2 separate regions of the Mus musculus genome follow, and region 1 is linked to region 2. Evidence: chromatin contacts called from public HiChIP or PLAC-seq data. All regions are on one chromosome and are shown on one strand. The core of a region is the stretch at or near the end of the contact, and the rest is flanking DNA. Distances in the headings are between cores, read along the strand shown. Region 1 has its middle 21 kb from the start of Gm33841. Region 2 overlaps Rbms1 (RNA binding motif, single stranded interacting protein 1).

Region 1 (6,825 bases), core at 3,957-6,456, 640 kb after region 2:
GTTTTTGCAAACATTATGCTAGCCTGTGTCTTTTTATTGGGGAATTGAGCCCATTGATATTGAGATATATTAATGATTAATGATTGTTAATTTCTGTTAATTTGTTGTTGGTAGTAGTAATAGTGATATGAGTGTGTGTGTGTGTGTGTGTGTGTGTGTGTGTGTGTGTGTGTGTGCATGTGTGTGCATGCATGTGTGTTTCAGATCTTATGGTTTTGCTGCTGTGAAGTTATTATGTCCTGTGTTTTAATGGGTGCAGCTACTCTTTTTGGGTAGGATTTTTCCTTCTAGTACCTTCTGTATATCTGGATTTATGGATAGATTTTTTTTTTAATTTGACTTTGCTATGGAAATCTTAGGTTTGTTTGTTTGTTTGTTTCATGGATGGTGATTGAAAATTTTGCTGGGTATAGTAATCTGAATAGGCGTCTATGGTCCCTTGAAGCCTGCAAGACATCTATTCAGGCCCTTCTGGCTTTAGAGTCTATGTTGAGAAGCTGGGCATCATTCTAATAGGTCTGTCTTTATATGTTACTTGACCTTTTTTTTTTTTTGCAGATATTAATATTCTTTCTTTGTTCTGTATGTTTAGTGTTTTGATTATTATGTGGTCGGAGGACTTTCTTTTCTAGTCCAATCTGTTTCGTGTTCTGTAATCATCTTGTACCTTTGTAGGTAGTTTCCTCTTTAGGTTAAGGAAATTTTCTTCTATGATTTTGTTGAAAATATTTTCTGGGCTTTTTATCTGGGAATCTCCTTTTTCTATTTCCATTATTCTTAGATTTGGTGTTTTCATACTGATGCAGATTTTCTGGATGGTTTTGTGTCAGAAACTTTTTAGATTTAACATTTCTTTGACCAATACATCTATTTCTTCTTTTGTGTCTTTAACACGTCAGATTCTTTCTTCCATATCGTGTATTCTGTTGGTGATGCTTGTATCTGTAGCTCCTGTTCACTTACCTAGATTTTCCATCTTCATGATTCCTTCACTTTATGTTTTCTTTATTGCTTTTATTTCCATTTTCAGGTCTTGAACAGTTTTACTCATTTCCTTCACCTGTTTGTCTGCATGTTTCTGGATTTTCAAAAGGTATTTATTGTTTCCTCTTTAAGGTCTTCTATCACCTTCATAAGGTTGGTTTTAAGGTTATTTACTTGTGTTTCAGCTGTGTTGGAATGTCCAGAGCTTGCTGTAGTAGGATAGTTAAGTTCCGGTGATACCATGTTGCCAAGGCTATTGTTGATTGTGTTCTTATGCTGGCCTCTAAGTACCTGGATTTGGGATAATTATAGGTTTAGGTACCAATTTCTGAGTTTATCTTTGTTGGATAGATGTTTTCCCCTTGGTTTCTGATTCCTTTCTGGTCTTCTGGCCTGAGTGGCTTATAGTTCTGGTGACCTTCAAGTCCTCAGGTCCAGTAAGGTGTCTCCATTATTGGGTGCATGTGGCGTATTGATGTGTCCTCTGCTAGAGCAGTGGGCTTCTGCCAGAATTGTGGACTAGGGTGTGAAGATGAGGGGTGATATTGGGGAAGCTGAGCAGGCTCTGAGGAAGCTTGAGATGTCTGCGGGTAGTCTTGCCTTGGTCTCTGGATACTGGTAGGGCCTCCTGTAAAACACTGGGCCTCTGTGTAGTTATGGGCTGGGATCCTGTTGAAATTTTTCTAAATTGCTTCTAGGCTTCCTGGTCTCTTTATAATTTAAGTTTTCAAAATATTCTCCTAATAGTTCTCTGTATTTTATTGACATTTGTAATAATGTTTCATTTTTTTTTTACCTTTAATCTTAGTTATTGGGATCTTCTCTCTTTTAGGCTAGGAGTCTTATTTATTTTTGAAAGAACCAGCTCATTTTGATTCAATTTTTGTATTTTTCTTTCAAAACTGCATTTCATTAATTTTTCCTCTGATATTTATTATTTATCATCTATTACCTTTTGTTATAGATTATTCTGTTTTTCTAAGAACTTGAGATGCATTATTGTCTTATTTATTTGACATATTTTTACATTTATGTATTGAAATTCACAATTTCAGGCCTTGACCTCAGGTTTATCTCAAAGTTTTAGGATCCAGAGCAGCAACACAAATCAGATCCCACACACCCATATTCAATGTCCAATTATTTTAAAAGTAGAAAGCAAGGCAAACATATATTCTATTTTCTGTTTTCTCAAATACACTCTCATAGTAAGTTTAATAGTGTTTAAGTGAGGGAAAAGATTTATGGGTCATTTGAAGTGTCACTAAATAAAACAAATGAATTCTATTAATATATGTATCTATACAAAGACCAGTAATATTTGGTTAAGAAGTAAAGCTCTATGGCTTATAAATTATTATGTTTGCTCTATAGAACTTGCCCTGTTGCTTCAATTTCAGTATAATCACTAATAATGACATAGTCAAGATTTTCATATTATTTATGCTTTATTAACAAAAATGTCAAGTAAACAAACCTTGATTTATTACTATTTTTGAGTAGATTTTAATCTCAGTTTGAAGACTTTTTTTCTGCTGAGGAAATAGAACATAATTTGACTAATGCCATAATAGAATTTAGAAATAAATAATATATACATTCCATGTTATAATATTATAGTGATATATAATAAATTTGTATTGTTATTGCAGATATGATATTGACATTTATACTTTATATCACTATATTTTTGTGCTACAGCTTCCACTATTCCTTAAAGCAATACTAAGTCTATTTAACAATGTAAAAAAATGTATGTGTTTGAAGCTTAGATCTGCATTCATACAGGTTGAGTATTCCTTGTTCAAAATGCTCAGAGCCAGAAGTGTTTCTGAGTTTTTTCACATTTTGAAATATTCATTTATATATGCTTATAATATATAACATATACTTATAATAATATATTATGGGCCTGGGACACAGGTCAAAACACAAAATTCATTTATGTTTCATGTATATTTTATGCACATAGCCTGAAAATAATTTCATATGCTTTTCAAATTAATTTATTTGTGAGTACATGTGTACTTATGTTTGATGCAGATATAGAGGTCAGAGGGCAACCTGCTGGGATGAGTTCTTTCTTCCTATCATGTAGATCACAGAAGCTGAACTCAGGTCACCAGGTTTGACAGCAAGAGATTTTACCCACTGAGCTAACTTGCCAGGCCATTACGATATTTTTAGTGTGTCTGCACTTTTAAAATCGACTCTTCCCTCATACATTTCGTCTGACCATAGTTTCTCCTCCTTCCACTGCCCCCAGCTGCCCCCACATGCTTCCCCGTTTCCCAGATCCTCTGCTTCTGCATTCCCCTTAAAAAGGAGTTCCTTTTTCTAAGTCCTCCCAGGCATAGCAACTGAGCACGTCATAACAAGTAACAACAGGAATAAGCACAAACCCTCATATCAAGATATGCCTTCATTTTTATTTTATTGTCACGTGAGACAATATGAAGGATTTCGCAACTGTCATGTCACGTCAGTGCTAAAATTTCAGATTTTAGAGCATTTTTAAGTTTTAAGTTTTATATCAGGGGTGTTCAGCCTTTTCAAATGTGAGTAATATGAACTATTTAAAATCCAACCTCCACATCCCTGTGTAACTACTGTGAACATTATACCAGTTTGTGAGTATACCCCTGGACCACATATCAGAGTATGAAAGGAAGCAAGAAAACGGACAATACTTCTAAGGCATTTCACCATAACGAATCTGCTTGTTCATGCTAATTAAAAGGAAGGGTTTGACAAGTTCACATCTTTGTGTTTTCACTCATCTAGGTGTTTCCACTGTTTAAATTATCACCTGGATTCTAAGTAGTATGTGTCATTAGTATCCAGAGTGACTCAACCCACACACCTTTTTGTCATTTGAACAATTGACATTTTTTCTCTCTTTCTGAATTTAAATACATAGTGACATATGCACACGCACACACAGACACACACACGCGCACACATACACACACAAATGTTTTTGGCTTTTGTTTTGAGGATATCAAAGAGAATTTGCAGCCTACTTTTCTGAGGTTGAATTAATCAAGAAAATAAGTGTTTAAAGTTACTAAATGTCAGAGGCACTCGTGCTCAAATCTATTGTGTGTGATGCAAAAGATCCTTTACAGCCCCGGGCAGGAATCCCCCTTCCCAGCCAGAGCTGTACCTGTTGTAACAATGCTGAGATTCATTGCACAAAGGAGCAGGTGTTTTGTATGAATTCTGCGGGAGAGACTTAACAGTGATTTCACTAGATTCGCTCATCATCAGTGTTTCATGGTTAAAGAAATACAAGAAAGAAGAGATAGAGATGCCTCCATGGTTAAGGCCACATGCAGCCTCTGCAGAGGAAGGCAGCTTGGTTCCTACCACCCATACCCGGCAGTTCATAACTGCCTATAACTTCAGCTCCACAGGATCAAACTTCTCCAACCTCCTCAGGTACCTGCACCCACATGCACATCCACACACAAACAAGATGCACTTAAAAAAAAAACTCTTAAAAAAAAAAAGAAATGTGAAAAGTAGTTCTATTTAATACATACTATATTCTCAGGTGTTAATATAAGCGTTTTATATACGTTATGATATTTCGTCCTATAATAATGGACAAAGGCGGGTGAGATGGCACCACTCCATTCCAACTTCTATGAGATCAACTTTTTTATATGTCACACATGAGTAAGATGCCTAAAGATTTTTTTTTTATTTATATAAAGGATCCATAGAACAATATGTTTAAGCTGTAGGGAGCACTTCTGGGGCATCATGAGACTGTTTACAAGGAGAGAAAAAGCCATAAACAATGGAGAAAGGAGAGTTGTTAAACTTGATAGAAAACCAAAGAAGAGAAAGAGTCTTGGATTGATTGAATGCCAATGAGTCAAGGCATTATTAGAAGGTGACAAATGTTGAGGTTGGCTACCAGAAGAAAAATGCAAAACGGGAAGAAAAATTAAATGTTGGTTAACAGAATTTTTGGGAAGTCTCCTCTCTCTCTCTCTCTCTCTCTCTCTCTCTCTCTCTCTCTCTCGACCTCACTTTTCTCTGCCAACAAGGAAATGAGCTCGTTTGCTGGTTAACAAGGGTGTATGTTGTGAAGTCTACATTTTAAAGATGAGGGTAGAGGAAGTTTGAGCTATTCATTGTATAGAGAAAGACGCCAGAACAGCACTGAGGGCCTCTGCGAGCTGACTACGGTTCGGGACATGTGATGTGGCTGTGTGGTTTCCTCCAGCAGCACCCAAAATGCTGTGTGGGCAGGGAAGACAGACAGCTGGGTGGGGCTCTGAAAGGCCTCCACGTGTGGGAGGAAAGAGAAGTTAGAAATATTGATAAGACAGAGGGTGAAGTGGTAACCCATACGACTCCATCGGGAGGAAAGAGAGCAGGGATGTTTAAAGGCGAGGAAGGGAAGAAGGCCCGGGAATGTGGTTGGGACACAATGATAGCTGTGCAGTGCTGCAGGACAACTTAACTATCATAGGAGAGAGCTAAACAGTTCAGATTTTAACGTAAGCTTCATAAGATGGCAGGTAGACATAGATTATGACAACTTTAGGGTATCATGCCGGTAAAAGGGGTTATCTCTGGAAATGAGGAAGTAGACCAAGGAATCAGGCAAACGGATGGTACCTTACTTGGCTTCTGTAGTAAGATGCTCACTTAAACAATAGAAATGTGTTTTCTCATACATGCCAACAGGCTTGACTTGAGGCTAATGTCCTTGGCCTAGAGGAGATCATATTCTCCCTGCCTTCTCACGGTCTTTGCTCTGTGAGCGTGTGTGTGTGTCTGCTCTTATAATGAATCTAGACACATTCAATATTCAGTTCATAGGAAAACCACAATAACTTCACTTAACTTTAGTTAGCTTTAGAAGGTTCCACCTAAAACTAACCCCTGCCTGAATTGCTGAGACACACGCTTACCATAAGTTGGGACTTCAGCACATGGATTTGGGGATATACAATTCAGCCCACAGTTAGAAGGCATTTCAGATAAGAGTCACCAGAATGATGGTAGCATGCAGGGCAGAGATAAGGAAGCCCAATAAGGTTCCAGACTCTCCCTAAATGAAAGTAATTAACCAACTTTCTACTGGTTCATGAAAGCAGTGGTTCTTTTCATTCCACTGAAGATTCCAAACCATTTTCATCTCCCAGTGTTTGGAGGTTTTGTTTGTTTGTTTGTTTGTTTTGTTTTGTTTTTTTCATAGATCCACTGTGTTTTTGGCATAATGTTAATTTTTATCTTTTTACCAGCTTTGGCTTTAACACACCCTGTCCCTTCAGGTGTGATTTCTCATTGACTGTGCAGCAGCTGGTGAGGTGAAGGGCTCCTGGCCATGCCCTTTGTCTGAAATATTCATCTTAAATAACAGGACAAAAAGAGAGGACCCACCATTATCTTAAAGCTAGATTCTCTGACACACTGAACACAGAGGAGTTACAAAACAATTTACAACATACCCTGCTAGAAATTTCCCCTTTTCTACCCTTCTTTGTCATAATAAAAATGTCTGCCACTTATCAAATAAAACATTGAACTAGTAATTATGCTTTGTATTCTGTATCCATTACATTGTGTGATACTAATAGTAACCCTGAATTGTGAAAAAATTGGAGTATCTGCTCAGAGTCTAAGTGCCAAAGTCAGTCTAACTATAGATCACTGTTTTTAACCTCAGTGTTTCAACTGTGGAGATAGAATGTGCCCAGAGACAACACTCAGTTGCCAATCTCACTTCCTTCCAGAGTGTTTGTGACTTGATGTAGAAAGTACAAGAGAAGGAGCACACTGTGTCTCAGCAAACACTTCTAGCTCCAGTTACTCTAAATC
Region 2 (7,337 bases), core at 4,394-6,893:
TAATTCCCCACAGACTCTGCCTCCTGACTCTCTTCAGATGACACTTGAGAGACAACAGGAAAAGGCTTCTCCTGTCCTAAAACTTCACCCTCCCTGGACACACCCTCCAGATCCTGAGCCAAGCTGAGCTGAGCATTTTCTATTTCCTTGCTCTGACATCGTTCAGACCTGAGAGTTTCCACAGCTTCCCCCGAACTGGCATGCCACGAGTTCAATGTCCAATTCTCTAGGTTACAACTCTACGTGCTTCCCTAGGTCAAAACAAACAAAACCGGCTCCCTTGAAAAATCCAGTGACCTCATTTTGGGCAGAAAGTGCAGAGCACCTAAGGTGTATTTCCTGACACTTAGTGCTGCCAAACAGGGACAGACAGAAGCTTGCTGAGACAGTGACTACTAAGTATGCCTAACTTCACATGTTGGGTGCGGTTTTTGAAAACTGGGCCTGACTAAATTCCTGTTTTAAATACAGTAAAGAAAAAAAATTTTTTTGAAAGAAACTGAATAGAATCAGCAAATATTGTGCCCTTAAAATATGCACAAATCACACAAACCCAATGCTCATGGAGAGACGCCACGGCGCATATACATTTAGCAATCTGACTTGTACGAAGACACACACCCAATCAAAAGGTGAAGGAACAATTCAAGCAATCATAACACACAAGAAAGAGCCCTTTGTTCAAAGAAAGGACTAATTTAACTGATTTCCTTACAAATTAATGCCATCTGAGATTTGTTCTTTATTAACCAATCAGGAAAAAATAATTTTTTTTAAGTGAAGGCTAACAAAAGTGAAACACCTGTTTGTTAATGAAGCAGACACACAAGTTCCCGTTTAAGTATTCAAAAAGTTACATTGTAACACCTCTTTACATTCTAACACAGTAACTTTCAAATGAAAATTACAAATGGGCAAGAATCTCTTCCAACAATCTTCCCTACTAATGGTAGGAGTCATTTTCACTCCCCCACAAACAACCTGACTTCTCCAACACGGTGGCCCAGGAATCCCCTTTGCAGATAAAGACAGTGAATGCCTGGGTTTTTCCACTCTGCCCACACTACCACTCAGGTGTGGTGGATGAAAACCACATCAGGAGGGCTCAATTCTGACACAAGTTTCAGGTAGAACTTAAGAGACAAGAGGGAGGGGACCTGAAGGTGGGAAGACAGAGTTCTGCTGCCATTTGTAATGGTCTAACAAAGGCCTAGGAGAGAGCAGGGGAAAAGAGAGACTTCTAGAAGCTGGGAGAAGCTTCAGGCTAGAAGGATGGGAATGGGCTTGGCTGAAGCAGAGCGGTTCTGGAGCTCCTTGAAGGCTAGAGTTGGAAGATGCTTCTAGAATCATTTGTATGTTTGAGCCTTCTGTATGAAGATGAATCTTCTAACCTCCAAGTTAAAATTCAGCCACAAAGGGGAAAATGTCCTTACAACTACGTACAGTGTGTCACCAATATAATACTTCCATTATTGAAGCTCTTATGACTATGGATGTCATTTAGGCCCAATTGAGGAGTTCTGCCTCAAATAAATGAATGCTGTTAGTGATGAAATGTAATCCCCTAAGGCAGCCTAGGATTCTGACCCTGTCCCCCCACCCCCCAGTATCCTGGAATGAGATCTTCTTTATAGTCAAATGTCTAAACACAGGGACCCAAACACCATGACTGTTATAGATGAACAGAGGGGAAACTCTGGGCACAGGGAGACACCGTGAGAGCAAGAGTTTCAACGCCAATGTTAGGTAAGAGCAAAGAGCAAGGGGAAAGCCTGCTCCAGCACTCTGGGCTCCTGGGAGGAAGCATGGCTCTGTCAGTGCCCTCATCTGTCTAGCCTCAGAACAGGGCGTAAGCATCTACTAGGCTGAAATGGGCCTAGTAGATGACACACCTCACAGTGGTCCAGCCCACTACTGCACGGTGTTTCCCTGCTGTTTGTTTCTATAGCAGTAAAACAGCTATGTCACTAAAAACACGTTCAAAGAAAATGTTTTACTCCAAGTAGCCTTTTGTGTTTTACAATGTTCTCACCATTTCAGTATTATGACCAAATAAGAAAAAAAAAAAAAAGGTGACCAAAGTCAGGCTGATAAGATGGCTCAGTGTGTCAAGCGTTTGCTACAGGAACATCCTAACACCCACACTCAACAAAGTAAGTCAGGAGGAGGAAGAAGGGAAGGTCCCGCGTCGTCTGTCCACATCAGTGAGCTCCAAGTTCTCTGGGGATTCTATCTCAAAAATAAGACAGAGGTTGATAGAGGACACCTGACCTGAACTTCTGGCCTCTATATGCACAGCCACACATACATGCACACACACAGGGAGAAGGGAGAGAAAGAGAATGCTCACACACACCATGGATGACATAAACACAAGAATGCCTCCCCATGTATAACCAAAGTTATCTAAGATTGAACCCTAAATTCAAAACCTTCTGAGCAAGCTATGAATCACACCCACCTTCCTATGGTTTCACTTGCTGTTTATCTTACGCTGACTGTGCTCGCTCGCTCGCTCGCAGTGATCCTTGCTGTCTGCTTTGGCTTCGCTTTCTTTCTACTCCTTCTGTACACGCTAGGTAAAAGATTCCACAAAGACAGATCCACCCATGAGGAGTAGGCAGACTGTGGTACACAGAACCAACACGGCTCATGCTGGCTTTTGTATGTAAGTTTTACATCAGCCACCCCTAGATCATCCACAATTGCTTCCAAGTTGTCAAGTTGGTACCAGACAACTGTGGCCGAGACTGAGAGCTACAAAGCTTACACTCTTGTCAGCCCAGCATGAGATAAGCCATGAAATGCACCACTAATACCATAGTAAGCCTCTACTGATTATCCCTCTTGACCATCAATCCCAACTCTGCTGGGTACTGTTTCCTATCTTACTTCGTAGATTTAACTAGAGGACAATGATCAGGACCTTTCAGAATCTGAAACACTCTCTCCCTTGAATTTCTCTCAAGACTCTAGTTTTTCTACGTTGCTGTGATGGTTTCTGAGGCTGAGTCTTGCTTAGGCATCTATGGCTACCTACAACTCAAGAGTCCCCTCCATCTGATTTCCTAGTGCTAGTTACAGGTGTGCAGGAGCAGTGCCTGGCATTACACTGTTACTCTATAGAGTAGTCAGCTATGAGCACTGATAATACACTTAAAAACAAATACTACACGTGAGCAGTTGGTGTCTGCAGTATCTCTGATAACAACGCAGGGGAGTGGCCCCTCAGAGCACATGACCGGCATCCATGGTGGGCTCTTGGCACAGGGGCATTGCAAAGTTCTCCCCTACACAGGAACTTGTGCCCAGAAACCACACAGCAAACCCTGCCTGCTAGAGTAAAGCAGGAAGAGGCTAACATCATGCAAATGTGCCTACCCACAGCCAATTAAATGGAAAAGACGAAACTAATCTTGAGAACAAAAGAATATTCATTAATAATTGTGTGTGGGTTTTCCAGATCACTGGTACTTTAAACTGGGTTGCTTTCCCAAGTCACAGTTATCCTGATTTAGTAGATGCTTGAAAAAGCAGTAATAGAAGAGATGGGGAAACCAGCCTTAAGAGAAAAGAAATTAAAAGCAAAAAGAGAAATGAAAGCTGACTTACAGTGGCTTCACTCAACACATGCCCACCACAGGACCAATCTGGTCACAGAGAGGCTTTCAAACACCTTTCATGAAAGTAATTCTGAAGATCCCTCAACCATTATTTAAAAAATACAGTCTTTACTAATGTTCATTATGATGGCTGTGGTGCAAGGATGCAGCCTAAGTGGAAACTAAAATGGTAAAAAACGGGATCTCACACGGTTGAGTCAAAAAGGTAAGCTTCCCAAGTTGGGAGACCTCACCGTTCCTGGATGGCTTTGGATGTTAGCTCTTTCGGGAGAAATTAAACCAGACACATGGCCAGATAATCTCTACGACCCCTTCCAACGCCAAATGTAAAGATTCCTTTAAAGCTAGTGTTGCTTAAACTGTTTCAAACATACTGTTAATAACGTAGGACTAAGGAGTCCCACGATCAAGTAATTCCAGAAAATGAATGAAATACATACACAACTGGATAAATATTTTCACTTGCAGAAGTTCAAAAACTTCTCCTCAGCTACGCTAAGCAGCGCGTGATACCGCCAACTTTCTCAACACTGAGTATCTTAATTCCTGGAACACGTTCAACATTTCATAGAATGAGAAAATCTCAGTGAACACAACTGGGAAGCAGCTTTAAGTAACAAAGTTCAGGAGCTTAGAACCAGATATCAAAATGCCTAACTGTGGAGCATCCACTCAAGAGCCCTTAGCATCTCTGCACTGTTCACAGGTCTGGGCAGTGCCGGCACAACACCGGTGTATAAATTCTCCAGTGAGGGCTGAATGGTTTTAGCCTTTCCTCACATTTTCTGACAATGATCGGAATGATGACAGTTCCTTCCACTGTTAGGATTACACAGCCTCCACACGTGTTTACATAAACTGACTTGTGAGGGGACACCTCACAAGGGAAGCAGGGACAAGTGAGAGCAGCTGTGTCAGATGGCACACATGAGTCCCCCTTCCACCTCAAGAATGTCAAGTAGCCATTCTCGTGAATTTTTGTGTTGAGAAAAGGAAGACCTAAGAAATGTTAAGAAATGTCCTCACAACCATACAACTAATGAGTTTGTTGAAAGCCAACTATCTCCACATCTTGTCTTTCAAAGCAACTTGGGATGCTTTCAAACAGTGTCAGTGAAATTTCTTAAACTGAAGTAAAGGGTCAGGTTAAAAAAAAAAAAACCCACAATAATCAGTTTGTGGTTCATTCTCTATGAAACAAGACTGGGTGCTGTGTATGATGGTGTAGGCCTAGAATTCCTGGACTTGGGAGGCTGCGAGAGAAAAATAGGATCACTTTAAAAATGGGGAAAATATAACAGAACTTGATTCATTCTAAAACTACTATAAGAGAAGCAACAGGATAGTAGAGGCCACCCACGTCCTCTGCCTGTACAAGGAAGACAGTACTGTTCTTTCATCTACTCCAACAAGGCCACCAGGCAAGATCAGGGTTTGTACCATGATTCCCACGCTGGAGACCTAGGGTGTGATAGTCTTACTATTACTACACTGTCAGTTTTGACCCTGCTTGTCAACCATACTTCAGGGCAGGCCCCATGCCTAACAGCACTTGGTCAGCATGAAAGGGCTCCTTAGACTCTTGTTTGTTTTTTAGTGTGCCTCTTTTGTTGTGTTTTAGTATTTTTGTCTTGTTTTCTTCTTTTTAATTGGTTTTAATTTTACTGTTTTGTTTTCCTTGTTTTGAAGTTAGGTGGGGAGGAGTTGGGGAGAGGGAAAGAATATAGTTAAAACATATTTTATTTTAAAAACTATGTTACTGAAATGACAGTTTTATTTTTTCTCTTTTTCACCCCCCAGACTTTTCTTTGCATCTGAAGGGAGCTGCCAGGCTCCTTATTCTGAACATGTCTGGCCTCCCTGAGTTATCTACCTCCTCCAGCACGCCTAACAATCAATGCTCAAGTTTTATACAGTTCTCACTTTACCAATGACAAACACCACACTAACCCATTCCTCAGAACCCAGCCCACTGACTGCTGAAGATCTCAGTGTCTGGCTGACTCAGACAGCTGGCCCTCCCAGCTCCCCTCCCAGCTCCCCTCCGCCCTGCCCTCCCCCCACTTACTCATCCTTTCTTCATCTGTTTTGGTGCTCACCAATTTCCCAAGAACTCTAAAGCCTCCTGTCAGGACTCCTTGAGACTGCAGTTCCGTCTCTGATGGTCTCCCGTCTGGTCTCTAGGAACTAAACACCCAACACCCCACTGACACCTCAGTGTCACAACTAACCCTAGCTGGCTCTGACATTCTCACATCTGGCTCCTTCCAATATAGGGCTAACACTTGCCTCAGTGGCTCTTAAGAGCAAAGCCTACCCCCACCAGCTCTTGAAAGGACCTCCAACAGATTAAAACAGTCAGGGCTGTCACTCTTCAACTGGGAGGGACTCTCTTTTTCTTCTGGTGCTTGACTTTCCGAAAGACACTCCCTCCTCACTCATCTCTTCTTTAAACCTTCTGGAATGTGCTTCCTCCTGCTCACTCCTCCTGCCCCATTGCACACACAGTGTTCTGTGGAAACCTCAGACCCACAGACACACATCGTGACCTCTCAACAGACAATTCCAGCTGCCTTTCACCAGCCTTTGTCTTCCATGACCTCTGGGCATCCTTTACTGGAGCCAACAAGCTCTCCTTGCAAGAGCTGCCGAGGCTCCGCATTCTTTCAGAGTTCTGGTATTTCTGTCACCTACTGTGTCAAAGGCCCAGCCTGCTCCTTCCTGGATGGTTAGAACTTACGCTCCACCACCCCCCCCCCCTTTGACACCCTGCTCCCTGGAATATCTTCTCTTACTCCCAAGACTTCTCTCCCTAGGCTTCAGTTCTATATTATAATGGCCTTCTGAACAAACTTGAGATCACAAGCGGTGGGGCCAAGTTAAAATGGTCAGGGCAAACACTCTGGCCTTCCCTGGGCTTCTTTCTCTTATGTGAGGATGAGCTGGCTGCTGGGAGATGCTTTAACCTGTGGCACTTTTGGTTGTTTGTTGTTTCTGTCTTTCAAGAAGGGATTTCTCTGTGTAGTCCTGGATGTCCTAGAACTCTCTCTGTAGACCAGGCTGTCCTCAAACACAAGAGGTCCACCTCCCTCCCCAGTATTGGCATTAAAGGTGCGCACCACCACACCGAGCTTCTGGGCCTTTCTTATTTCATAAATGCAACAGGAGGCTCTCTAGTCAGCCTGGTCTTCAGTGACATAACAATGACCAAAACAAACAAACAACAACCAAACACATTTGAGGCTTTTGAGATGGCCCAGTGGGAAAAGATACTTGCTGCCAAACCTGATTACCTGAGTTGGATCCCTGGGACCAACATGGTAGGAGGAGATCACATACACTCACATACACTCACACACACACACACACACACACACACACACACCAAGCAAACAAACAAACAAACACAAAAACTTTAAGTAAAAACATTGGCAGAATATGTTTTCCACACTGGAGAATATCACGTGACCATAAAAGAATAAATCTATGCACCCATGTGAGGCAGCCTTCACGCTGGCTTGAAGGCAACCCTCACAGAAGCACAGAAATGTATACAGCCCACTTCAGTTCTTACCTTGAAGTACAAAGACACATTAAAAACTGGATATTTCCCTTCAAGAAACTGCTGTGAACTCAGCAGGACGTTTGGCATTCCTGGTGTCTGGACAGAATGTCAGCCACAGAATTTAGCAATCCTACCCCTCCTTATTATAA

The links. HiChIP or PLAC-seq counts read pairs in DNA pulled down with a chosen protein or histone mark.
Region 1: a contact with region 2 is called in a BATF HiChIP or PLAC-seq map of CD8 T cells, with 6 read pairs. The contact joins two enhancer-like sites. A contact is called at or near these places in 1 of 484 Hi-C or Micro-C datasets (bone marrow-derived macrophages) and 3 of 115 datasets of contacts at active chromatin or transcription factors (CD8 T cells, bone marrow-derived macrophages and memory CD8 T cells).

What each region holds. Positions count from the first base shown.
Region 1 is chr2:61,508,980-61,515,804 of GRCm38.p6, forward strand. No RefSeq gene overlaps it. Among named protein-coding and RNA genes, the nearest start is that of Gm33841, 21 kb to the right of the region's middle. Within about 2 kb of position 5,207, at least 87 of the 459 cell types and tissues checked have an H3K27ac peak or open chromatin away from gene starts, as enhancers often do. A contact at or near this core is called in CD8 T cells and memory CD8 T cells, where this site is marked.
Region 2 is chr2:60,865,013-60,872,349 of GRCm38.p6, forward strand. The region is part of intron 1 of Rbms1 (RNA binding motif, single stranded interacting protein 1); the gene reads right to left. Among named protein-coding and RNA genes, the nearest start is that of Rbms1, 13 kb to the right of the region's middle. Within about 2 kb of position 5,644, at least 124 of the 459 cell types and tissues checked have an H3K27ac peak or open chromatin away from gene starts, as enhancers often do. A contact at or near this core is called in CD8 T cells and memory CD8 T cells, where this site is marked.